5 separate regions of the Sus scrofa genome follow, and all the other regions are linked to region 5. Evidence: chromatin contacts called from public Hi-C, HiChIP or PLAC-seq and promoter capture Hi-C data. All regions are on one chromosome and are shown on one strand. The core of a region is the stretch at or near the end of the contact, and the rest is flanking DNA. Distances in the headings are between cores, read along the strand shown.

Region 1 (2,700 bases), core at 170-2,669, 350 kb before region 5:
ACCAACCATCAGGTGACACAACACAATAAACTCCAACATGAATAGAAATTCAGAGGAGTCAGGGGTTCCATGAGAAGGGAGGCTTTTCCAAGGAAATGAAATCTAAGGCAGATTTTATAGCTTTTTTTTTTTGCTATTTCTTGGGCCGCTTCTGCGGCATATGGAGGTTCCCAGGCTAGGGGTCAAATCGGAGCTGTGGCCGCCAGCCTACGCCAGAGCCACAGCAACGCAGGATCCGAGCCGCGTCTGCAACCTACACCACAGCTCACGGCAACGCCGGATCGTTAATCCACTGAGCAAGGGCAGGGACCGAACCCGCAACCTCATGGTTTCTAGTCGGATTCGTTAACCACTGCGCTAAGGCAGATTTTAAAGGACAGATGTAAATTTTCCATAGTGGTGGGTGGAGGTGGGGATGAAGGAAAAGAAAAGTATTACCATGCCCGGGTGCGGCCCTAAAAAGACAAAAAAAAAAAAAAGTACTACAAAGTGAGAAAATTGCATATCTAAAGCAAGAGTGTATTAAAACAGAACTAAAGGCAGGTTCACATACCCCCCAAAACAATGTAAACAGGAAACAGAAGTGGCTAGGATTTCGGGATTATACCTCTATCAGATTATGAAGAGCCCTGAATGCCTTGCTATGAGCTTTGGCCTTTATCCTGTAGGTACCACGGGGCCAGTTTTAGGCAATGAAGGATTTATTCAGATTTTTCATGTGGGAATTCAACTTCATAGCCTCATGGAGGGAGAGTGAGCGTGGAGGAGTTGGACTTTGCCTGCTTTTATAAAAGCAGAGGGACAACTAATTTACAAGGCAGGCGAACCGGACGGACTCAGACCTACTCTTCCCCTCAAAATAAACAAGGAAGCGACCAGCCGTCCTCCGGGCCCCCTGGCGTTTGTTCGCAAAGGAGTGGGTGTGCAATAGATGCCGGACATGAGAAAGTAATGAGGACAACCGGGTCAATCCACTCTGACCTACGCCGGCTGGTTGAACAGAAGGCGAAACAGCAGACCATGACCACCTGGCTCTTGCGGCCTCAGAGACGGGCTACCCAACGCAGCAGCAAGTCTCAAGGCCAGTCCAGCCTCGAATACCGGGGCCCTCGAAGAGCGGTCTCCTGGCCTGCTCCCTAGTCCCGTAGGCCCCGGCGCCCCGGGCACGAGCCGAGGGCTCTCAGCTGGATAGGGACGGGCCCAGTGCTCCAAGAAGCGACCGTTGCAGCAGCTCGTCAGCCCCTCCCACCCATGGGGCCGTCGCCTGGGCCCAGCCGCCTCACCTCGCACGGGCGGCGGGCTCTTTGGCGTCTGAGCACCTGTGCTGACCCTCTCCGGGCTGCGGTTACGGCACCCGCCGCCGCCGCCGCCGCAGCCGCCGCCATCCTCAGGCGTCAGCGTCGTGGCGTCATCACAGCGCGCGCTTGACGCCAAAACAAACTCCGTACGCCCACTGGGCGGGGCTGGGAAGGACTCCGGAGGGCAGGGCTACGCGCTCGGAGCGTTGTCTGTCAGTCAACGCTTTCAGGGCGGGGCTGGGCTCTCTCCCGGGAATAACGGGTGAGTCTTTGTGTCGCTCCGAGAACCTTGAACTTAGGTTTGGCAGTCACAGTAGATAGTGGGGAGAATGTTTTAAGATCCTTGTTAGGGAGTTCTCCTTGTGGCTCGGCGGAAACTAATATAACCAGCATCCATGAGGACTCAGGTTCCACCCGTGGCTTCGCTCAGTGGGTTAAGGATCCGGGTGTTGGCATGAGCTGTGGCGTAGGTCGCAGAAGCGGCTGGGATCTGGCGTCGCTGTGGCTATGGTGTAGGCCTTCGGCTACAGCTCCCTTTAGACCCCTAGCCTAGGAATCTCCATATGCCGCGGGTTCTGCCCTAAAAAGGAAAAAAAAAAAAAGAAAGAAAGAAAGAAAGAAAAAGATTGTAGTTAGGAGAGAGGGTGCTTTATAGTGCGAGATTGGGGATATAGTGCAATTCAACAGAAGTTTCTGGAAGTTCCTCTGGAATTATGCAAAGGACAGTCTTAATTTTTTTGTTTGTTTGTTTGGTCTTTTGTCTTTTTAGGGTCGCAGCCGCGGCATATGGAGGTTCCCAGGCCAGGGGTCTAATTGGAGCTGTTGCCGCTGGCCTACGCCAGAGCCACAGCAACGGCCAGATCCAAGCCACATCTGCGATCTACACCACAGCTCACAGCAACGCAGGATCCTTACTTAACCCGCTGAACAAGGCCAGGGATCAAACCTACAACTTCATGGTTCCTAGTTGGATTCGTTTCCACTGTGCCGAGATGGGAACTCCAGGACAGGCTTAAATTTAATTAATAAATTATTTTTTAAACTACAGTTAAAATAATTCAATTGTAAATCAACTATAATTAAAAAATAAACTAAATAAAATAAAATAATTCAGGCACTCAGATATGTTGAATTTGACCTCCATCACAGAGGAGTTGCAAATGGTTAACTTAAAGATCGATGAAATCAGTTTTAGGCCAACTGTGTAGTAACATTTTTTTTTTTTATTGTTTTTCTTTTTAGCCAGGCCCAGGGCATTCCCTGGCCAGGGGTCAATCTGAGCCACAGCAGCGACCTGAGCTGCTGCAGTGACAACAGCAGATCCTTAGTCGGCTCTCCCACAGGAGAACTCCTTGCTTTATTGTTTTTGTTTTTGTTTTGTTTTTGTCTCTTTAGGGCCGCA
Region 2 (2,700 bases), core at 33-2,532, 390 kb before region 5:
ATGAGTCACAAAGACACATGTACTCCGATGTTCATTGCAGCACTATTTTCAATAGCCAAAACATGGAAACAACCTAAATGTCCATCAACAGAGGAGTGGATTAAGAAGATGTGGTACATATACACAATGGAATATTACTCAGCCATTAAAAAGAACGAAATACCAGCATTTTTAGCAACATGGATGGACCTAGAAATTATCATGCTACGTGAAGTCAGCCATACAATGAGATACCAACATCAAATGCTTTCACTGACATGTGGAATCTGAAAAAAAGGACAGACTGAACTTCTTTGCAGAAAAGATACTGACTCACAGACATTGAAAAACTTATGGTCTCCAGAGGAGACAGTTTGGGGGATGGGGGGATGTGCTTGGGTGTGGGATGGAAATCCTGTGAAATCAGATTGTTATGATCATTATACAACTACAGATGTGATAAAGTCATTTAAGTAATAAAAAATAAATTTTAAAAAGGACAAAAAGACAAAAATAAATAAATGAATAAATAAATAAATAAATAAATAAATAGGAAAGAGTATGACCAGATTTCCAATCTAGTAAAAAGCCCCGTCTCTGCAGGGTAGAGTGTAGCCTGTGCTGGAAGATGAGGGGCAGGAAGTGTGGGGAAACCAGGGAGGCCAGTGTAGAATCTAGGGGAGAGATACTGCTAGTTGAGATAAGCAGTAATTAGGAGAAAGATCTGGATAGATCAAGGGTCATTTGGGAAGTGAAAAAAGGCTTGGCCATGGGTAGAGCCCAGAATGTGTATGGGCCACCAGATGAACAGCCATGGCACCGTTCCTGAGAGAGAGAAAACAGCACCTGAAACAGGGATGATGGAAGGATCGGCATTGCCTTGGCCAAGGATTGAGCCTTGGAGTCTGAGGTTTGATGGAAAAGGCTAAGGCAGCAAAATAGGCAGGAGTTGGGAGAAGGAGAGTAATAAAAGACAATAGGCAGCTGATGCTGTTGGCAGGCCAGTAACAATGAGATCAGAGACTTGGTCAGTGTGACAGCTTGGGGCATTGGGACTTGCAATTAGAGTTGGGGTCAGAGTAGGCAGAGCTCAGGGCTCAGGCGGGACAATGGCCAGAAGGGAGGTATTTGTTGCTGTATCAGACAGAGGCCTGGGAGCAACATGGAGAACCAGGCAAGGGACATCTCACCCTTGCCAAGCTGCATAGGACCAGAGGTGAAGGTGAAAGTGAAAGAGGATGCAGAAAGGAGCCATCATGCTGTGAGGAAATGTGAAAGCGAAAGCAGTTAAGCTCAGTCGTGCAGGACAAGGACAAAGGACAAGGCTGTGGCCTTCTTTGCTTGGTGCTGGTCCTACTCCTCTGACCTCCATACCCCTGGACTGCCCTGCCCACCTGGACATGCAGAAGATAGCGCTAGAGCCCCTAGGGGGCTTTTCCTTTGAGAACTGCCAGAGGTGAGTGGGGGGATGATTGGTCCCCAGCTGCCTAGGTCCTCAGTGAGGGTCTCTGGGAGTGGGAGAACCAGGATCTTTAAAAGTAAGACGACGACTTGGGTTCCGAGGCTTACATGGAGAAGTGAGAGAAACGTGGACGGAGTTGGAGAATGTGATTGGGGGAGGGGGATCCCATAAGAAAAGAAACCTGAGACTTTTCCCTCCGTTCCAGAAATGCATCCTTGGAACGCGCCCTCCCTGGGTTCCGGGTCCCTCACGCACTCAAGACGGGGACCACCATTGCAGGTCTTGTATTCCAGGTGAGCAAGAAGTTGTGACTGTGGGGCGTGGAGGGGCGGCCGGGAATAGGAAGTGGGCAATGACCTAACGGCTTCTCCCCTCTTCTCCAGGACGGGGTAATCCTGGGCGCGGATACGCGGGCCACTAACGACTCGGTCGTGGCGGACAAGAGCTGCGAAAAGATCCACTTCATCGCCCCCAAAATCTAGTGAGCATTCCTCTCAAGAACTGCCCCTTAGTTCCCCGTCCCTGGTCTCCGCACACCTTAGCCCCGACCACATGGACCCTCCCTTCACCCTCAGCTGCTGTGGGGCTGGAGTAGCCGCGGACGCCGAGATGACCACGCGGATGGCGGCATCCAACATAGAGCTACACGCACTATCCACCGGCCGCGAGCCGCGCGTGGCCACTGTCACTCGCATGTTACGCCAGAAGCTCTTCCGGTGCTGGAGCTGGGCTAAGACGACCCTGGGGAGGGGCAGTTGCAGGGAAGGTGGGGCTGATAGGAGGTGGGACAAGAGGAAGGACAGGGCTGCGAGGTGCCGGGAGACCGGAAGAGGTCAGCCTAAGAGGAGTTAAGAAGGCAACCGGAAGCAGCAATGTCAGTCATGGGGCTCCAGACCACGGGAAGGGGCGGGGCTCGGGTGCAGGACCATGGAGGGGAGGGACCTGGGTCCTGGTTTGTTTGGCTGACTGCGCCCACTTGCGGAAAAGGTACCAGGGCCATGTGGGCGCGTCGCTAATCGTGGGCGGCATAGACTTCACAGGACCCCAGCTCTACAGCGTGCACCCCCATGGGTCCTACAGCCGTCTGCCCTTCACGGCCCTAGGTGAGCCCTTCCATCCCTTCCCCACGAATCCCACGTATACCATCCTGGCCTCCCGTTTCTCCCGCGACCATGCGGCCGCGGCTGACCTCAGATACCCCTCCTGTCTACAGGCTCCGGCCAAGATGCAGCCCTGGCAGTGCTAGAAGACCGGTTCCA
Region 3 (2,700 bases), core at 180-2,679, 310 kb before region 5:
AAAGTACAGTTGATTTACAATGTTGTGCCTGACAGAGTTTCAATCTGAGCCCCAGAGTCCAAATGTGCCCCATGCCCAATGTTGCTTGCAGCCCAGCCTCCTGCTTGGCACTAGGCTCATAGACCTCAGATCCAGATTCTACTTTCCCCTCAATTAAGCCCCAACTTATCGTTATCATTCTTACAGAATCATCCTCCTCTGTGGGAGGAGGTCAGCTGACTCTGGGAGGGGAAGATGCAAGGATTAGACTGTGCCCAAGAGAACTAACAATGTGTTGGAGGCTCAAAAATTCAGCCTCACCTCCCTCGCTTCCTTCCTCCCTCCCTCCACTAACACAGCTGGCCAACCCACCGACGCTGGGGCCTGGTCACCGATAGAGAGAAGGGCCAGGGAAGGGGCTGAGGGTGTCCGGAGCCGCCTCATCACTTCGGGCCAGATCCTCCAAGGCTGGCTGGGGGTGTTGTCCCACGTGGAACCCCCTCCTGTTCCAGATTCCCTGATCTTGCCCTCTAGGGAGAAGAACCTTTGCTTGAGTTCCAGAATGGGAAATAGGTTTCGTGCACCCTCAGAAGGCAAACAAGCGAGGGAGTGTTCACCCATATTCCAGCTGAACTATGGTTGTGAACTGGGTGAGGGTAGAGCTGCGGCAGGTGGGCGCCCTCACCCAATGCTGACTCCGGAGCGGGCCGGATGGCACTTGCCCATCCCCGGATCCTCGGCAGGGGGGCAGCAGGACGTGGGGCTCGGGTCGGCCCGCTAGCCTGCCGGCAGAGTTTGCGGGACTTGGGCAGGCCGAGATAGGCCAGACAGGGCGGGGCCCAGAGAGCCCCATCTGGGTGGTCCAGACCAGAAAAAAAAACTAGCCCCGGCGCAATCGGGTGTGCCCGCCACACGCACGAGTACACCCGAAATAGGTTCCTGGCTGTCCCTCTGTGTTTCCCCCGGCCGCCGCCACAGAGGACCGGCGGGAGGCGGAGCCGCGCTCGACACATGGCCCCGGCCCCGCGCGGCTTCGGGCGGCCGGGGGGGGGGGGAGGAGGGGAGGGGAGGGGCCGCCCCGGGACTAGCTGCGGAGGCTCCAGGCGACCCGGAGCGCGGCTCCTGCGGCCCAGCCCCAGCCCCGGAGCGCTAGCCCCAACACTCACCCGAGGGGCTGGCACGATGGCGGCAGCGGCGGCGGCAACCTAGCGCGGTCTGCGACGGACTGTCCCTTCCCCCCTGCCTTCCCTTGCCACTCCGCTGCACTCTGGGAAACGGAGTCCCCCCATTCTCCTTTCCGGCGTAGGTGCGCCGGGAGAAAACTACAGTTCCCGACGTCCTATGCGCTGCGGCCCAGACACGGCCCGGAGCGCGGGAGGTGATACTAAGTCAGGGAAGGAGGCTGCCGGGGCGAGCCCCTGAGAATTGTGGTCTAGCGGAAGCCTCTGGAACAACTCGAGCTTGGCGCCAGGCTGGGGTCAGGGCTCTGTTGTCGCCAGGTCCCAGCCGGTCCGGCACCGCCCCTATTGCGCGGCAGTTCAGTGTTGGCCCTGCCTCCGTGAGATCTGGGCCTGGCCCCAAGTTGGCCTAGCAGCCCCTCCCTGGGCCCCTGAGCTGTTTCCGCCTGCAAAACCCCCTCCCCTTTGGCGCTCTGGCCACCCCTTTGACTCTTTCTGAGCGGTGCTCTAAGGCCCGCTGGGGTGGAACCCATAGCTTCTGTTCCAGTACTTGCGTCCTGCCTAGTGCCAGTTGGACCCAAAGCCGATTTCAAGCAGGAGAGGCCTTTCTTGGGCTGGAGACTCAAATACCAAGTGGGGCTTAACTAGAGACAAGATTACTCTTAAGATTTCTACAGTTAGCGTCTACAAAACATTCTCAAGGGGTATTTTGGAGCAGGCAGGGCAACTGAGTTTCATTTTATTAATAAGAAAAGAGAAATAACTGGTTTGCTCAAACTTTCCCCATGATTTAAGTGATGAAGTTGCAATCTCTCTCTCCCACCCATTTCCCTTTTCTTTCAATGCCCATTTTCGTCGTTTCCTGGGCAACACATACATTTGAAGTAAGCCTTTTGGGAAAATTCTCTGCAGCTAACCTGGGGGTAAAACAGCTACAAGGCTTCTCCTGGACAGTGATCTTGCGGTACTCTTAGTTCTTCCAGAAGAGTTTTACACCTTCACAGATCCTCACTCCTACCCCCACCCTTCCTCCTTGGAATGGCTGGTAAGACTAGGCCAGGTTTCTGTTTTTTAAATCCCAGATCTGTATTAACTTTGCCTGACTAGATTCTTGTCTTATTACTCAGTCATTGAGACACTGCATTGCCCTGCTTGTGGTGTATTTAGGACCTCCTTTGCTCAGCTTTCTTCCTTTCCCCAGAAGCTGAAATACCTGCTAGGTTGAGCGCTCACAATATCCAATACAGGACAGTCCTGGCCAGAATCTGGCCCTCACCTTGTCTTGAGAGTGCTGCTGAGAGGCTCAAGTAAGCCAAAGCAGAAATAGTGTAAGTCCTTTCAACAAACAGGAGCTTAAGGATACACTAAAGAACCCACGTTGAGCCTGGGAAAATCCTCACTCCTAGTGAAGAAGAGCAGGGACAGTTAAGAAACTGATCCATTAGCTGCTTGCAAAGGGTTTCAGTCCCAACTGGCCTGGAACAGCACTGCTGGGCTTTTACCACATTAAACTTGCCAGAACTAACCCTACAAGAGATACAAT
Region 4 (2,700 bases), core at 85-2,584, 270 kb before region 5:
GTGACTTTCCTGGCTAACGGAGCTTGTTATCTTATTTTCAGTGTCCAGAGGCTGCACCCTGAATACAGGCAGGAGCTAGCAGGAGGCCTCGGGATGTTTCTAGGCTGCTTAGTGATGCTTCTTTGTCATAAACCAGTGGGTGCAGAGGCTGTTAACCTTGTGGCTAAGCGCTCAGTTTCAGGAATCACACATGCCTGGCTGGGTTTGAATCCTAGCTCAGTCATTTATAAACAGGTGTAAAACTCATGATCTCTCTAGACTTCTATTTCTCTATTTGTAAAATGGTGATATTACTAATTCATAGAGTTGTTGTGAGGGTTAATTGTGCTATGTAAAGAGCATGGCACAATTCCGGCTGTGGCTCAGCGCATTAAGAACCGGACAGAAGATACGTGAGGATGCGGGTTCCATCCCTGGCCTTGTTCAGTGGGTTAAGGATCTTGTGTTGTCCTGACCTGAGGTGCAGGTCCCAGACGTGGCTCGGATCTAGTGTTGCTGTGGCTGTGATATAGGCCGGCAGCTGCAGCTCCCATTCGACCCCTAGCTTGGTTATTTCCATACGCCGCTGGTGCGGCCCTAAAAAGATAAAAAAACACAAACAAACAAACAAACAAAAAAACTTGGCACGCTCAATACAAACAAGATGGCTGTTACTAATGATAAAGTATGCCTGCCCTTTTACAAGAATGTAACGGCCTCCCTGAGCTGAGGAGTCATCTGAGATTCTGTTTCTTCATCACCTATCCTGTGCGGTTGGAGCCCCAGACCAACGGAGAGAGGTCCGAATCAGGTACCATTTATTTCTTTTTCTGGAAGTAGTAAAGCCCTCTTCTCCGCCCTCAGCCCTGCCAGCGCTTACCTCGACGTGGTCGCCAAGCTGGGGCACTGCGGTTTGGAGGAGGCCATGACCCTAGGGCAGCCGTGCAGCCAGCACTCGCGAACTGGAAAGCCGTGCTAGTGTACAGCTCGTCGCCATGGCGACCAGTTCCCAGCAGCCCAGCGGCGGGGGCGGGGTCAAGGTTGTGTCTTGCCCCCAGCCCAGAGCCCGCGGGCTAGGAGGAAGGCCAAGTAGCCAAGATGGGGTCAGACTTGGGAATAGGGTCTTCTCAGAGTCTGTCACTACAGCAGATATGACTCTAGCGACCAGAATTGAGGCAGGAGGATAAACAGAGGCCATGGGTGAGGGAGGCGAAGTGAGAGGCCAGAATCGCGTTGCCAGCGGGAACTGTAGTTTTTGGTGTCCTAATAGCTTGGCTAAGCAGGCTTATGACTGAGTCGGTTTGTACTACATCTCCCAAAGTTCTTTACCAGCCCGAGCTAGCCTCCCTATGGAGAGCTCTGCATTCTGGGAAATGAAGTCCGAAATATGGCAGGGCGTGGCAGTATGCAAAGAGAGGTACCTAACTCGGACTCGATTTCCCTGCGGCCCGGGTTTGCTCTCCGGCCATTGGCTGAGCGGGGCGGATCTAGTCCTGTTCTTCCCCGCCCCCAGTGACACAATAGCAGCTCCCTCCAAGATGGCGGCGGCGACGGCGGATCCGGGAGCTGGGAGCCCGCAGGTTGGAGACTCCTCCGGCGGGGGCGCTGGGGGCGGGCTGCCGTCTCCGGGGGAGCAGGAACTGAGCCGGCGCCTGCAGCGCCTGTATCCCGCGGTCAACCAGCATGAGACGCCGCTGCCGCGCTCCTGGAGCCCCAAGGACAAGTACAACTATATCGGCCTCTCCCAGGGCAACCTCCGCGTCCACTACAAAGGTATCGGCCTGTTTGGCCGCGGGGGGTAAAAGGCCAGAGCGTCAGCAGGGTGGCTGTGCTGTCCAGCCCCTGCTTCATCACTTCCTTTCCCCAAGCTCCGGATTAGGCCTTAGCTCCTGTTGGGTGTTTGGGTGGTGGGCTGACCAGACCGAGGATTGGCTGCTTAGCCTACTCTGCCGTGAGACTTCGGATGTCAGGAGAACCTCAACAGGTGTCCAAACCCAGTGCTGGGTTGGACATTGCACCCAAGGCCTTCTTGCCTGTCCTGTGGTAGTTGGAACTCTCCCTGGGCCCTTCACCACTGCTTAGCTTTAAACGTCTCTGTAGACATTAGTGGTCTCATCCTCTCTATTAGCCAGAGGTGCATGAGCTTGCTTACCTGCTGGACATCTCAGACACTGCCTACGGTTCTGTGCTAAAGTTGTGGGGCCATCTTCCAGGGCTGCCTCTTCCTCCCTTAGTCTCCTAAGTGGGCTGCTTGGCTGCTTGTATTCTGGAGAGTCTGGCAGCAGCACGAGGGAATCTCTCACTTGTCACCCACCTTGCATATGCCTCCTGTGGTTTGTATGGAGACAGTGTCTCAGACAGTGCTACTGTTCTGAGGATGAGGTGGGAGGTTTGTGTGTTTGCTCAGTTGTTGTCTAATTACACCTTGGACCAGGAAAGGGCTTCCTCTGGCTATGAGGGGTGAAGTTGCTGTGGAGCAGAGAAGAATGAGTCTTCCATTTGCATTTCCTTTTGCTGAAATTTCTTTGTCCTCTCTTACTAGGTCATGGCAAAAATCACAAAGATGCAGCCTCAGTGCGCGCCACCCACCCCATACCTGCTGCCTGTGGCATTTATTACTTTGAGGTGAAGATTGTCAGCAAAGGAAGAGATGGGTAAGCCCAATACTGAGCTGTTCCTTTTGGTCAAAGTTTGAGGTCTCCTGATTGACCCTTGTGACTT
Region 5 (2,700 bases), core at 69-2,568:
GATGTGTTGGACACAGATGATTCCCCTCCTCTCTGAAACTCCCTCTGGTTTCTCTGGTGGCTCCTCTTGGATTTCTAGCTGCTTCTCTGGCTGTACCTCTTCACATCCCTTGGTGGCTCCTCAGGGTGCTGGGCCCCTTTCACCCTTGATACTTTTCTCCAAGCCATCCTGACAACTTCCAGGGCCTCATTTCTGTTTCCACAGTGATGCCTTGAATCTTGACCCCCCATCTCTTGTGCTGTCTTCCCCCTTAAGATGACTCTTGGGCACCCCAAATGCACTGTATAAAGTCGACCCCCTCTCTTCTCCTCAGAACTGCTCTCCCTCCCGGGTTCTTATGTTAGTCTTGGTGGCTTTTCCGCTGACACCTCATTGCTCATCAATCTTTCCTGTCCTCCCCGCCCCTGCTGCCCTACCCTTGGCCAGGGCACCATCTGCACCTCCTTGCTGGCCTCTTAGTGTCTATTCTTGGTTTCGCCTGGCTAGATCCATTCTCCACAGGGCGGCTGGATCTCTTATGCATATCAGACCCTGTCCCCTCTCACTTCCCTGCTGGCCCTTCATCTCTGGCCATTTCCTCCCCATGAGATCCTAGCTCCAGCCAGATTGAATTTTTTGGTTCCCTGAATACACCCTGCCTTCCCACACCCCCATGTCTTTGCACAGGCTGTTCTATGCATCTTTATCCTCTTTCCTTCACTTGGCTAACTTGTGCCTATCCCGGTTTATTCTCTGGGATACCTTCCCTGGACCCCAGGCCAGATCAGTAACCTCTTCTTCACTTTCAAAAGTGCTTCTCCCATCACAGCCCTTGTCTGGTGCCCCTCCAGAAAGGGCCACCTGCTCCTCCCCAGGGCTCCACATACCAAGGCCAGATTGAAGTCAAGTCACTTGACACTGTGCCTGATTCCCATACCCAGGGGTCAGAGATCTCAAAAGTCATCAAGTTGCATAGAGAAAGACCATGCCTGAGGCCAGTGAACAGGTAGCCAGGCTGGGATGGGAACCAAGACTCTTACCTTCTCTTCCAGGGCTTCCTTGCTCCCCTGGATGCTGTTGCAAGTTGAGTCATGATCCTTGAAGGCCAGAAGGACTTGGACCAGAAGAGAGTTGCTAGGCTCTCAGCCTAGGGAGAAGGTAGCCATCAGCCTAGGCCCAGGGAGCTGGCAAAGGCTGTCCCAGGAAGCAGACCAGCATGCAGGGGGCTCCAGGCCCACCCATCTGATGAAAGGGTTTAATGAGAGTCCTTTCTCCCACAGAGTTGAGCAGTGGGAGTGTGGCCTGGATGTCAGACCGGGAGGGCCCAAATTCCTAAAGGGCAATGGTGGCAGCTGTTAGGTCCCTGGGTTAATTATCTCCAGTGTCACTCAGAAGAGAATGTGCTGAGGTGGGACCTCCCCCGCCTGGCTTTGGCTTCTCAGGGCAGGGATCTTTCCAGGACTCTTCTTGCTCCCCACCGGGCTGGAGTCTGAAGATCAGCTTGGTATTCCCTCAGGCCTCAGCTCTCTCACCCTACTTCGGCCAACAAGGGACTCCTGAGACTTCTTCGTAGGGTCCCACCATTGAAAGTTCGCTCTTGCTGTGCCCCCTGCCTGCTCCATGGCTGGGCCCAGCTGCTCAGTGAGCTCGGTAAATACTGCTGAATTGAACTGCTCTGTAAATAAACATGAAGTGCTAAATCGGCTGCCTGGCACTTAGGAGATGCACCTCCCCAGAATTTGCTAAGCAAACAAATAACCCCACATAGGGGAAGAGAAAGGACCCATCCCGTCTTTTCTTGTGCTTCTGTTTCCCAAACTGAGCTCCATTCATTTCTTCCAAGCAGCCCCGCTCATCTGATCCAGGCCTCTGCCTGAAATTTAGCCTGATGGTTAATGTGTCTGCCCTAGATGTCAAGAAGCCTTCTAGCATCCTCACAGTGGCTCACATCCCTGAATCTTCTTGTCATTTGGCACAAATGTGATGACTTGCTCAATGGCTGTGAGCTCTGTAGGAACAGGGCCCTAAGTACTCCACAGCCAGTGCCCAGCATGGGAACTTGATGATAAATATCTGTTGCATTAGGAATGACTGCAGGCCTTGGAACACTGGGATATTTCTTCTTCTGAAGCTGCCTGGATAATTTGTGGAGTGGGTTGGTTGGTGCCATCTCCATCATTCATTCCAATTTGCCCAAATGCACAGGCCCTCACTTGAGCTCTGTCTGGCTCCTTGCTATTTCTCTAGTCTTTCTCAGTGTTGTTTTTTCTCCTTGAATTTCCACAAGAGCAGAAAAGCTTGACAGTTTCACACTAAAGCTGAGCACTTTCTCTAGGCTTCCTACTGGCTTGTTTCCTGGAATCTGCTTTCCATCTCTCTTGGCTTATAAAGCAGTGACTCATTTATTGAGCCAGGAGTCTCTTCTCTGCATGAATTTCTTTCTTGTAGGAAATGCGAAAGGAGCAGGTGACATCATCTTTCATCCCCATCTCTTGGCCCTGGCTTATTAAAATCTAAAACCCCAGCTTTGTTGTATCATGAGAGGTGGTGGAACTGCTGGTTCTCCCCTCAACACAGGCAGTCCTCCTTAAACTAGGGCTCTTGAATCCCCAGGGGCTCATCTTAAGGAATTTTCAGATCCCCAACCTCCAGACCCCACAAGGGCACAGAATTACATCTGTTTCCTTGCTAAGCTTCCACATAATGACAACCTCTGGCTCT

Evidence for each region. Promoter capture Hi-C pulls out the DNA fragments that hold promoters and counts their contacts. A called contact is a pair of places that touch in the nucleus more often than the background predicts. HiChIP or PLAC-seq counts read pairs in DNA pulled down with a chosen protein or histone mark.
Region 1: an H3K27ac HiChIP or PLAC-seq map of alveolar macrophages shows a contact between it and region 5. The contact joins the promoter of PSKH1 here to the promoter of RIPOR1 in region 5. A contact is called at or near these places in 1 of 5 promoter capture datasets (fetal liver), 1 of 47 Hi-C or Micro-C datasets (epiblast stem cells) and 1 of 2 datasets of contacts at active chromatin or transcription factors (alveolar macrophages).
Region 2: a contact with region 5 is called in a Hi-C map of embryonic fibroblasts, with 3 times the contacts expected there. The contact joins the promoter of PSMB10 here to the promoter of RIPOR1 in region 5. A contact is called at or near these places in 4 of 47 Hi-C or Micro-C datasets (embryonic fibroblasts, omental adipose tissue, skeletal muscle and 1 more) and 2 of 2 datasets of contacts at active chromatin or transcription factors (alveolar macrophages and skeletal muscle).
Region 3: a promoter capture Hi-C map of liver shows a contact between it and region 5, with 3 times the contacts expected there. The contact joins the promoter of NUTF2 here to the promoter of RIPOR1 in region 5. A contact is called at or near these places in 2 of 5 promoter capture datasets (fetal liver and liver) and 2 of 2 datasets of contacts at active chromatin or transcription factors (alveolar macrophages and skeletal muscle).
Region 4: a contact with region 5 is called in an H3K27ac HiChIP or PLAC-seq map of alveolar macrophages. The contact joins the promoter of TSNAXIP1 here to the promoter of RIPOR1 in region 5. A contact is called at or near these places in 6 of 47 Hi-C or Micro-C datasets (embryonic fibroblasts, epiblast stem cells, heart right ventricle and 3 more) and 2 of 2 datasets of contacts at active chromatin or transcription factors (alveolar macrophages and skeletal muscle).

Annotation. Positions count from the first base shown.
Region 1 is chr6:28,507,504-28,510,203 of Sscrofa11.1, reverse strand. PSKH1 (serine/threonine-protein kinase H1) reads right to left here and starts at 1,419. Exons shown (of 3, transcript XM_021094111.1): 1 at 1,284-1,419.
Region 2 is chr6:28,546,191-28,548,890 of Sscrofa11.1, reverse strand. It overlaps PSMB10 (proteasome subunit beta 10), which reads left to right and starts at 1,282. Exons shown (of 8, transcript NM_001044565.1): 1 at 1,282-1,435; 2 at 1,647-1,734; 3 at 1,825-1,922; 4 at 2,017-2,157; 5 at 2,429-2,544; 6 at 2,655-2,700. The coding sequence starts at 1,380.
Region 3 is chr6:28,468,003-28,470,702 of Sscrofa11.1, reverse strand. It overlaps NUTF2 (nuclear transport factor 2), which reads right to left and starts at 1,429. Exons shown (of 5, transcript XM_003126922.5): 1 at 1,146-1,429.
Region 4 is chr6:28,427,165-28,429,864 of Sscrofa11.1, reverse strand. It overlaps TSNAXIP1 (translin-associated factor X-interacting protein 1), which reads right to left and starts at 1,334. Exons shown (of 16, transcript XM_021094108.1): 1 at 860-1,334. The coding sequence starts at 906. It overlaps RANBP10 (ran-binding protein 10), which reads left to right and starts at 1,482. Exons shown (of 14, transcript XM_003355780.5): 1 at 1,482-1,752; 2 at 2,522-2,633. The coding sequence starts at 1,518.
Region 5 is chr6:28,155,126-28,157,825 of Sscrofa11.1, reverse strand. It overlaps RIPOR1 (protein FAM65A), which reads right to left and starts at 1,318. Exons shown (of 22, transcript XM_021094059.1): 1 at 1,020-1,318.